Regions from separate parts of the Mus musculus genome. Here region 1 is linked to region 2. A link is a contact called in public Hi-C data. All regions are on one chromosome and are shown on one strand. Each heading gives the region's core, a stretch centred on a gene start, on an enhancer-like site or on the middle of the called end of the contact. The rest is flanking DNA. Distances are from core to core; before and after follow the strand shown.

The links. Hi-C and Micro-C count contacts between places; a contact is called where the count stands out from the background.
Region 1: a Hi-C map of the N1E-115 cell line shows a contact between it and region 2, with 4 times the contacts expected there. The contact joins the promoter of Scg2 here to the enhancer-like site in region 2. A contact is called at or near these places in 3 of 39 promoter capture datasets (the HPC-7 cell line, cranial neural crest and hippocampal neurons), 5 of 484 Hi-C or Micro-C datasets (the HPC-7 cell line, the N1E-115 cell line, cortical neurons and 1 more), 1 of 115 datasets of contacts at active chromatin or transcription factors (neural progenitor cells) and 2 of 9 other capture datasets (liver and pancreatic islet).

The regions. Positions count from the first base shown.
Region 1 is chr1:79,438,074-79,442,739 of GRCm38.p6, reverse strand. It overlaps Scg2 (secretogranin II), which reads left to right and starts at 2,714. Exons shown (of 2, transcript NM_009129.3): 1 at 2,714-2,784.
Region 2 is chr1:79,372,605-79,377,230 of GRCm38.p6, reverse strand. No RefSeq gene overlaps it. Among named protein-coding and RNA genes, the nearest start is that of Scg2, 65 kb to the left of the region's middle. Within about 2 kb of position 2,215, at least 11 of the 459 cell types and tissues checked have an H3K27ac peak or open chromatin away from gene starts, as enhancers often do. A contact at or near this core is called in the N1E-115 cell line, where this site is marked.

The DNA of each region.
Region 1 (4,666 bases), core at 1,465-3,964, 65 kb before region 2:
TGTGCTGAATCTACTCATCAGTAAAGAATAATGAACCATGTGGCACTTCTAAGGCTGTGTTGATACTGGTAAGTTCATCTAATCCTAGAGAACTGCTAAACAGAAAACTAAGTGAAACCAGTGGAATGTAAAGTGAATAAGTAATAAACAAACAAACCAACAAATAAATTTTAAAAATTAAGTGAAACCCAGACCACCTTTGTTAAGACTTCAAAAATATCATATGTGTTTAAAAGCCAACATCCAAGGGAATGAGCTCATGTTACTAAAATGTCTCCTTGAGAAGCAAGCCTTGTATACTCAAGTCTTTTCAACCTAGTATGTGACCATGTTCTACCAACTCATTGTGAAGGATCAATATACACCAGTACATTGAATGTGTAGCCCCAGCATGTTCCAGTGAGGTCCATGTGAACTCATGTGATGCTCTCTCATCATTGAGGAAAATTAAATATCTTTCCCAGAGCAAATCAGTGAGGACTTCTGTGAAATTTTTTTCATAAGTTTTAAAACTATTTTAGTATTTATTTCATATTCATAAGTTTTGAACAATTCAACAGTGTTTTGTAGAGTAGGAAGTCTTACAAACCTAATAAAAGATCAGCTTAGGTCTATTAGCTGGAGGTCTCTCCTCCTCTTACTCATTACTATATAGATAGAGTCAACAACTAATAAGCCACAAAACTTTCTTTCTTTTTTTTTTCATTTTAGCATGTTTACTTTTTTGTTTTTTATTAGATATTTTCTTCATTTACATTTCAAATGCTATCCCAAAAGTCCCCTATACCCCCCCTCCCACCCTGCTTCCCAATCTACCCACTCTCACTTCCTGGCCCTGGCATTTCCCTGTACTGGGGCATATAATCTTCCCAAGACCAAGGGCCTCTCCTCCCATTGATGGCGGACTAGGTCATCCTCTGCTACATATGCAACTAGAGACACAGCTCTGGGGGGGGGGGTTGTGTGTGTTACTGGTTAGTTCATATTGTTGCTCCTCCTATAGGGTTGCAGACCCCTTTAGCTCCTTGGGTACTTTCTCTAGCTCTTTCATTAGGGGCCCTGTGTTCCATCTAATAGCTGACTGTGAGCATCCACTTCTGTGCTTGCCAGGCACTGGCATAGCCTCACAAGAGACAGCTATATCAGGGTCTTGTCAGCAAAATCTTTCTGGCATATGCAATAGTGTCTGGGTTTGGTGGTTGTATATGGGCTGGATCCCCGGGTGGGGCAGTCTCTGGATGGTCTTTCCTTCCGTCTTAGCTCCAAACTTTGTCTCTGTAACTCCTTCCATGGGTACTTTGTTTCCCATTCTAAGAAGGAGCAAAGTATCCACACTTCCTTCTTCTTCCTTCTTCTTGAGTTTTGCAAATGCCACAAAACTTTCAAAGCCTTCTGAATAGCCTTCTCTTTAGTGCTTTCCAATGTATATTAAAATAATCTATCTTTCATCCCCATTGATTAAAGCCTTCTTAAAGCCAGAAAACTATATTCATTTTTTTCTTTTCCCAGTAGTTCACAAACTATCTGGCACCTCATAAGCATCATAACTCAGTTGGTGGGTAGATAAAATTGGAATGTGATTGTTCAGTCAGCAGAGACTTTTAGAGGACCTCATACAACAAGATTCTCTCAGTTCTCAGAAATATATTTCAGTATATACAGGGTTAGAGGACTCACATCTTTAATAAAATAAAGTTAAAAATTTAGACCTGTATAAATTATTAAGGTACCTAATCAAGTTCCACGGCAAAGTACAGCCATGGTTATGAATTATAAATCCAAGAAGCGGTGGGTTAACTCTGACATTGTTCCTTGGATGGTTCTCATTCATTGAAGTTAGTCACCTCAACTTACTCAACCAAAACCTAGAAGTATTTCTGTGGTACTATGTTCTCTTGATGCCAAGAGGGCTCTAGGCATATGAAAATCTCTCAATCTCTCTCCCTCTCTCTCCCCCTTCCACCCCCACTCTCTCTCTTCTAGCAGTAATCCCTCCCTTCCTGGTAGGCAGTATGTTTTTTGGAGCACAGTTTCTTAGCTATCTCTTGCAACACCTGATTTTGCTGAAGATTTGAATGGCCTCATATAGAAGTATCAACAACTTGAGCGTCTGTGAACTCTCATTTTGAACACTGTGCTGAAAGAATTGGAGTTGATTCTCATTAAAAAAAAAATTAAGCATCTCACCTTTTTTGCTCAAACTAAACAGTTTTAAAACAGTTCTGCCTGGAGTCATGATATGAAATACGATCTATCATATTTGCAATGTTCTGTTCAATTGTGGCTGCACCAGGAAATGAGAACGTATTTCTTTATAGGCACAAATAAAAAGATAGTCATTATCTGTAAAATTCTTATGACATGGCAGCAAGCCCAAGAAACCTTTCTAAACAAGGCGTGAAAACGCAGAGATGTCCTTGCAATTAGTCATGTCTATCTGACAGATTTCTTCCTTTCTAAGGGAATTTGTGCTGAACATTTTATTTCGAGCCTCAGAGATAAAAGAAGGGGGAAGAAGCTGTAGTTTTTGCTACATAAGACAGGTGGCGTAAGCATGCAACGCTTTAAAAAAATATCTAAAGTGATTGTTTTCTCTCGGATTCTTTGAAAAAGCTCGCCTGCGCTGGGGTTTGAGGCTGAGCCGGTGACGTCAGCGTGGAATGCGGAGTCAGGCGCCCAGGCTCTCTATAAGCCGAGGAGCTGTCCGGTGCTGAAACGGCCCGAGCCCTCACTCAGCGGCAGAGAGGAGCATGCTTGGAGCCTTCCACATAATATAAGACAGAGGTAAGACTGCTTTCTCTTCTATTTACTGGAAAGTTCTCATTTGAGTGTCCCTCCCTGTTTTCCCAGATGAGAGGAAAAAGACCGTTGGCAAGCTTATATTGATAGAATAACCGGACAACCTGCTGCTTTTTAGGCAAGGATACTCTATACGTGTGTGCCGAAATGAGGGGCTCTGTGATTTACAGGACTTGTCAGAGAATATGCATTAACTATAATGTTACTGAGTAAAACTGTATGCAAGGAGAGCAGAAAAGTTGAGAATTTTAACGTCAACATGCCGATTAATGTAAAGTTAACCAAACCTTATGTTTTGATTCTTTCTCTAATGTGTTCTTTTTCTCCCAAGAGTCAGATATAGAACCAAAAATATAATTTTATATGCTTAATAATCTTAACAGACAGTTTAAAAGGATTCAAATGTCATCAATCATATGAGTCACAGAGGCAAAAAATTTAGATTTGTTTTCTTTCTTTGATATTCACCTTAAGGGAACTCTGAATTAATTATTAATTATTTTATGAACTGGTATATTCCAGAAGGGCTTATGTTATTATGTGCTAATTTTAGTCTTGAGAAAGCAGCTTAGAATAATTTTGAACATTGACATTTTCCCCTTTTCAAAGATGAACTATCACTTTGTGGGAAAGGTTCATGTTACTAGGAATCACAGAGAAATGATAACTTTGAATCCAGGGAAGAAAATATATAGATCGGTATGGACTGTGATTGTAATTTTTATGCGTTGGTTGGAAAAGCTGATATGTTACTTGCTGAAGAGGTTGATTGAAGCAAATTTATTTTTGTTTATCCTAACTAGGTGGGTTGTTTGAATCAGATTTACTCACATGTGTTGATGGTTCAGTGTCAATGTTCCAGCTGATTTCATAGGAAAGATGTTTTTTACTGTAAGGGGCATCAATAATAGCTGTCTGAGGAGACACAATGTTCCTACCATTTAGACTTCAGAAAATTAAATTTTAAATCAAACACTGTGTAAGGTGTTAGAACTATTAAAGCCATCTTCACTGCTTGCAAGAGCAGCTCCTAGAGAAATGAAGTCCTTTGAGTGTTAGAAGCAATAACGGTGTCATCTAAAGTAAACCAGAGTCAGCGACGAGTCGGCCATGCATGTTAGGCTGTGGTTCAAACTGCAATGTGCATTCTTTCTCTAATTCTACAGAAAAACCTCCCTTCAAAGTAGTGGGTTCTCAGATAATCACGTAATCCATATGCTAAGATGTGTTAAGAGTATGTCAAGATAATGATCTTAAAGCAAATGCACTCAATATGGCTTTCAAGATAACATTTAACATGACAGTAGTGAAAGCTGATTGCCAAAGCTAAATCAATCCTGAAGTAATATGAAATATATTATATACATATAGAACCCTTTTTATTTAAACTTCATTATATCACTCACAAGTTTATGGGTACAGTTTCTTGAAGAAAGCATTTGTTTATTTTGGAAATGTTCTGTGTATGCTTAAATAGCCTACTTGGTGGTAATCTTAATCAGCCTATGTATGTAAGCAAAGGAAGTTTCTATACCTACAACCTATTGACAGTTCTAAAAAAATTATAGCATTCATTATCAGCAAGATCTGTTAAGCAATATCTAGATGCTTAATCTAACAGGAAATCATTTTCACATAACTTTGCTTATTTGCCACAAACCAGGATGTATCGAAGACATGAATAAACTTATAGATTTATTTACATGCATTTGTTTACAAAAGAAATTTCAAGGATTGAAATAGCTTCTCCAATTATCAGCAATGCCAAGCAGGAAGTGTACAAGTGATTCCTCTTACTAATCCATCTGTGAGATTTTAAAAATATTGGAGAAAAAAATGAATGAAGGTTTTTTTACCTTTTTTTCTT
Region 2 (4,626 bases), core at 966-3,465:
TGGTAACATGGCTCAGATTTCTTGGACACCTGTGTCTTAAGCAATAACTAGCCACCTTTTAAATCTGTTTTCTTAGGGCTTTTCTTGACCTAGAAGTTTTACTATTATGAAGGGCTTACAGTGGGGAAAAGGTGCGGTATATGAGCCCAAAGGCATGATTTAGTAGCCTTGTGCTCCTGCAAGAGAGAAAAGCTCAAGACTTTGCATGTATTTGGGTTGCACAGGGCTCGACATGTCTCACCTCCCTTATTTTGTGGGTTTCTTTCTACCCCTCCATTAGAAATTGTCTTACATTTCTGAGTGCCTGAGGATGGCCTCATTGCTGTATGAACTGATGAAAACATTACAGGAACATTTGCTCAAAGCGTGTCCCTTCCTTTGGCATCATTCAGAGAAGAAAGTATATTACATAAGTGAAATTCAGATGCATGTGGCCATGCCAGATGTGGACCTGCCAGGACTTACCTTCTCCAAGTTTCTTGTTTCTGATTGATTTTGAAGATGTTCATGATAGAAGACTTTCGAAAGATCATTTTTCCTTTGGAAAAAAAAAAAGAACCCTAAGGTACGTTGTTGCACATTCCAACAGGATCATTTTTGTACCCAGGAAATGCTCACACTGAATGGTAATAAAGTATCCGAGATATTCACCCTTCACACAGTTGTCTCTCAAAGGAAGTGTCTTGGATCCAGTGTGAAGACAGATAGTCCTTAACAGGGGTTTCCAATATAATGTTCCCTCTGCCTTCTCGGGTAAGAGCTGAGTATGCTTTATGATTAACTAGCAAAGTGTTGTTTGAGCAGTGGGACATCTTTTACTGTGGGGACGGCTCTAGAGGCTGCTATGGGATTGATGATCACATTCATGTGGGTTAAGGGTCATTTTCCTCAGAGTCACCAGCACCCCCAGTAAACCACGGATTCCTAGGCCTGATCCCAAAGCTACTTTCAAGTTATACACTTAAGCAAACTCTCTCGGAGAATTTCTTTTCTCTTCTCTTCTCTTCTCTTCTCTTCTCTTCTCTTCTCTTCTCTTCTCTTCTCTTCTCTTCTCTTCTCTTCTCTTCTCTTCTCTTCTCCTCTCCTCTCCTCTCCTCTCCTCTCCTCTCCTCTCCTCTCCTCTCCTCTCCTCTCCTCTCCTCTCCTCTCCTCTCCTCTCCTCTCTTCTTTTCTTTTCTTCCTTTTCATTTCCTCTTGTACACTGATAGTTGAGAACTAATCATTTAGATCCTGGTATGGCCCTCATGACTCATGAGAAAGCATCCAAGAATTGCTGTTGTCTTAATTACAACTTCCTGTTTGTGGAAAAGGGCCCCGTAGACTCATGCTCTTTTTGTTGAAAGAAAAATCACAGGAAGCATAAAAGGTGAGGAGTCCTCTCCAGATATCTGAAAGAGGGACAAGATCTGCTTATATTTTTCAAGAGGTGAAAAAGGGAATTGACTAGCTTGTAAGCTCAAAGCCTTGGTTGGCAGCAATCTGCTGTAGCTCTTAAAATACATCTGGGATGTTGGCATCCAGAGAACCTTATAGGTAGCAGGAATGTGATGATTCGAACACCTTAGATTGTATGGATGCTTGCGGGAAAAAAAATTGGTTCACCTAAATATAATATATCTCTCTTCCTTTCCTTCCTTCTCTGACTCTTTCTTTTATTATATCATGGAATGCAGACAGAACAACATGTAAGAACCAGAAAAGCAAAAGGTGTTCAGATATAAAGTAAGCTTTTATCCTCTCAAGATTAAACAGATCCCCAGTATTTGAGCTCTGTAGATGTTTCCATCAAAGAAAGCCTGCTTGCTTCACCAAGGTAGAAGCTAAATAATTATTATTTTTATTTATAGATATTTTATTAGATACTTTCTTCATTTACATTTCAAATGCTATCCCCAAAGTCCCCTATACCCTCCCCCCACCCTGCTCTCCAGCCCACCCACTCCTGCTTCCTGCCATCAATGGGAGGAGAGGCCCTTGGTCTTGTAATTAATTATTTCTATCACCACCAACAGACAAACACAAGCCAAGGAAACAAACGACTTCCCTATGAAGCAAGGGCTGAGGGCTGATAATAAAAATGGCAACTGAATGACAGCAAACTGTTTCTCCCCCCTGAGCTTGCCTGATAATTCCTTTTTTTTCCTCCCTGAATAACTAAAGGAGAGGCAGCTGCCACAGCAATCAGGATTCAAAACCCCATTAATATTGGTGACTCATCAGCCGGATTCTTTCTCTGTGTCTGGAAATGTCAGGATATTAAAAAGAGCTTTGTGGCATCTCTAGGAGTCAAATCCCCAGTCAGAGCTGTAACCACTTCAAAATATTCTTGGCCTCATTTGGAAAATGGCTGTCACCTGGGACTTGGCCTGGTTTGTTTCTGTCAGTGAAGGGCAGGACCAACTAGCAATCTCACCGAGTTAACCACTCAGCTCACCTTTCCCCAATGGCACAGGGACTGTGAGATTGGAAGCATCACTGTTTGCTAGTGCACTATCCTTCATATGGAATGTTTGGGATGGTTAGACACGACCTGAGTGTGTGGCTTGGGATTCCTTAAAGAGGGCGATAGGTAAAGATTGAAACTGCATGGGCCATGGGCCCTCTTACTTGAGTAAGTAGTTGATAAAGCAGAATACTTAGAAATATCAGATAATTGTATTTGTGGTGTTAGTCTTTCTATGACTATCTCATGCTGTTATTTACCTTCTTATTCATTTAAAATAGAGCTTATAATCTTTTTTTTTTTTTTAGTTCAACTGGATTTTGAGTATAAGAGCCAGCAGCTTTATGTATAGATGGAAAAAGATATGTCTTTAGAAAAAAAATCTTGATTGCAAATCTGGAATGACAGAGCAATCTAGAAACTAATAATGACCATAGAGTTGAGTTGTTAGGTTCTTGGCTAATGTAGACCTTAGTGATAATACATTTAATAAACTCATTAAAATATATTTCCAACTTTGAGCATGTATGATACAAGTGACTACGGGGAGTTGCTGCTCAGAAGAGTACATCTGTGAGAGAGCCTGGGCTGAGTGAATAGAGAGGGTCTGTGGACATGAGGAGCATTTGAGCTGTGCATAGGGTGAAGAGGTGATAGAGAAACCTGTTTGGATGGAATGAGAAGTTCTACTGCAAGGAGAGAGACTTAGGTTTCAGCAAGCAAACAAGTTGAGAAGTTTGGTATCAAGTGGGGAAAGAAAATTGCAATGGCCAATTATAGAAAGACTCGTTAGCTGAAGGGGGCATTTGAAAGCCATTTCATAGTCAATGAAAAGTTCTTTCTAGGGACGAGAGGGTTCATGATTTTCACTCATTTGCTCCATAGTCACTGGTCACTTACCATATCATTAACTATTGGTAATAAAGTTTTCTTAGAGGAAACAGGTTCAAAGCAATAGAGCACACCATACAGTAGAGGAAAGAGGGATGCTGTTTTTAGTAGGACTGAGTTCAATGGATGCTTTTCAGAGTCAATATGTCTTTTCTTCTTCTTCTTCTTCTTCTTCTTCTTCTTCTTCTTCTTCTTCTTCTTCTTCTTCTTCTTCTTTTTCTTCTTCTTTTTCTCCTTCTCCTCCTCCTCCTCCTCTCTTCTTCTTCTTCTTCTTCTTCTTCTTCTTCTTCTTCTTCTTCTTCTTCTTCTTCTTCTAATTTTTTTTATTAGGTATTTTCTTCATTTACATTTCAAATGCTATCCCGAAAGTCCCCTATACCCTCTCCCACCCTGCTCCCCTACCCACCCACTCCCACTTCTTGGCCCTGGTGTTCCCCTGCACTGGGGCATATAAAGTTTGCAAGACCAAGGGGCCTCTCTTCCCAATGATGGCTGACTAGGCCATCCTCTGCTACATATGCAGCTAGAGACATGCTTGTGCTGTAAGATCAACATGTCTTGAGAGAAGACATGAACCAAGTGAGCAAACTGGAGAGTGGCTCACATAAGTCTGAGAGAAGGCCATCCTTGTCATTTGTGGCAGATGCTACGGTAGCATGGGAGGGACTGATGGAGAAGAGCAAGGACATTGGCAGTGTAAAACAAAAAAGAACACCAGAAAGTGGTATGAGTGTGGGGAGCTCACTTGCAGAGTAAGAGAAGATATAGATATTTCCAGAATGGAACCCAGAGTACTTTAAAGTGTAGACATTATACAAAGAAGTGGTCTTCAGCCAGAGAATTTAAGGAGGATAAGTAGAATGTGGGAGAGTGAGAACTTCCTGAAGAAGTCATCACTTACCACTATCTAGTGTTTAACAAGGGGATTCCCCAGATCTGGAGGTACTGGCTGTTGTGAGCTGCCTACAATGGGTGCTGGGAATCAAATGCAGGTCCTCTGCAAGAGTAGTATGTTCTCTTAGTCTCTTAACTGCTGAGTCATCTTGCCAGCCCCAATAGTGCAAAGACTGGAGGAATCCCACAGTGAAGTCCCAACAGAATGTATATTAACATGGGCATAGCCATGACAAAGACCAAGGTCTGGGACATACAGGAAGCTGGTAGAGACATTCCTAACGTGGACAAGGCTCACGATGGAAGGCAAAACTTCCCTTGGCGTTCAAGTGTGGGTCAGTAACCAGTATGTATCAAAACTTGCAACTGCAGTTTCATCTTCCTGGATGCTTAGAGCA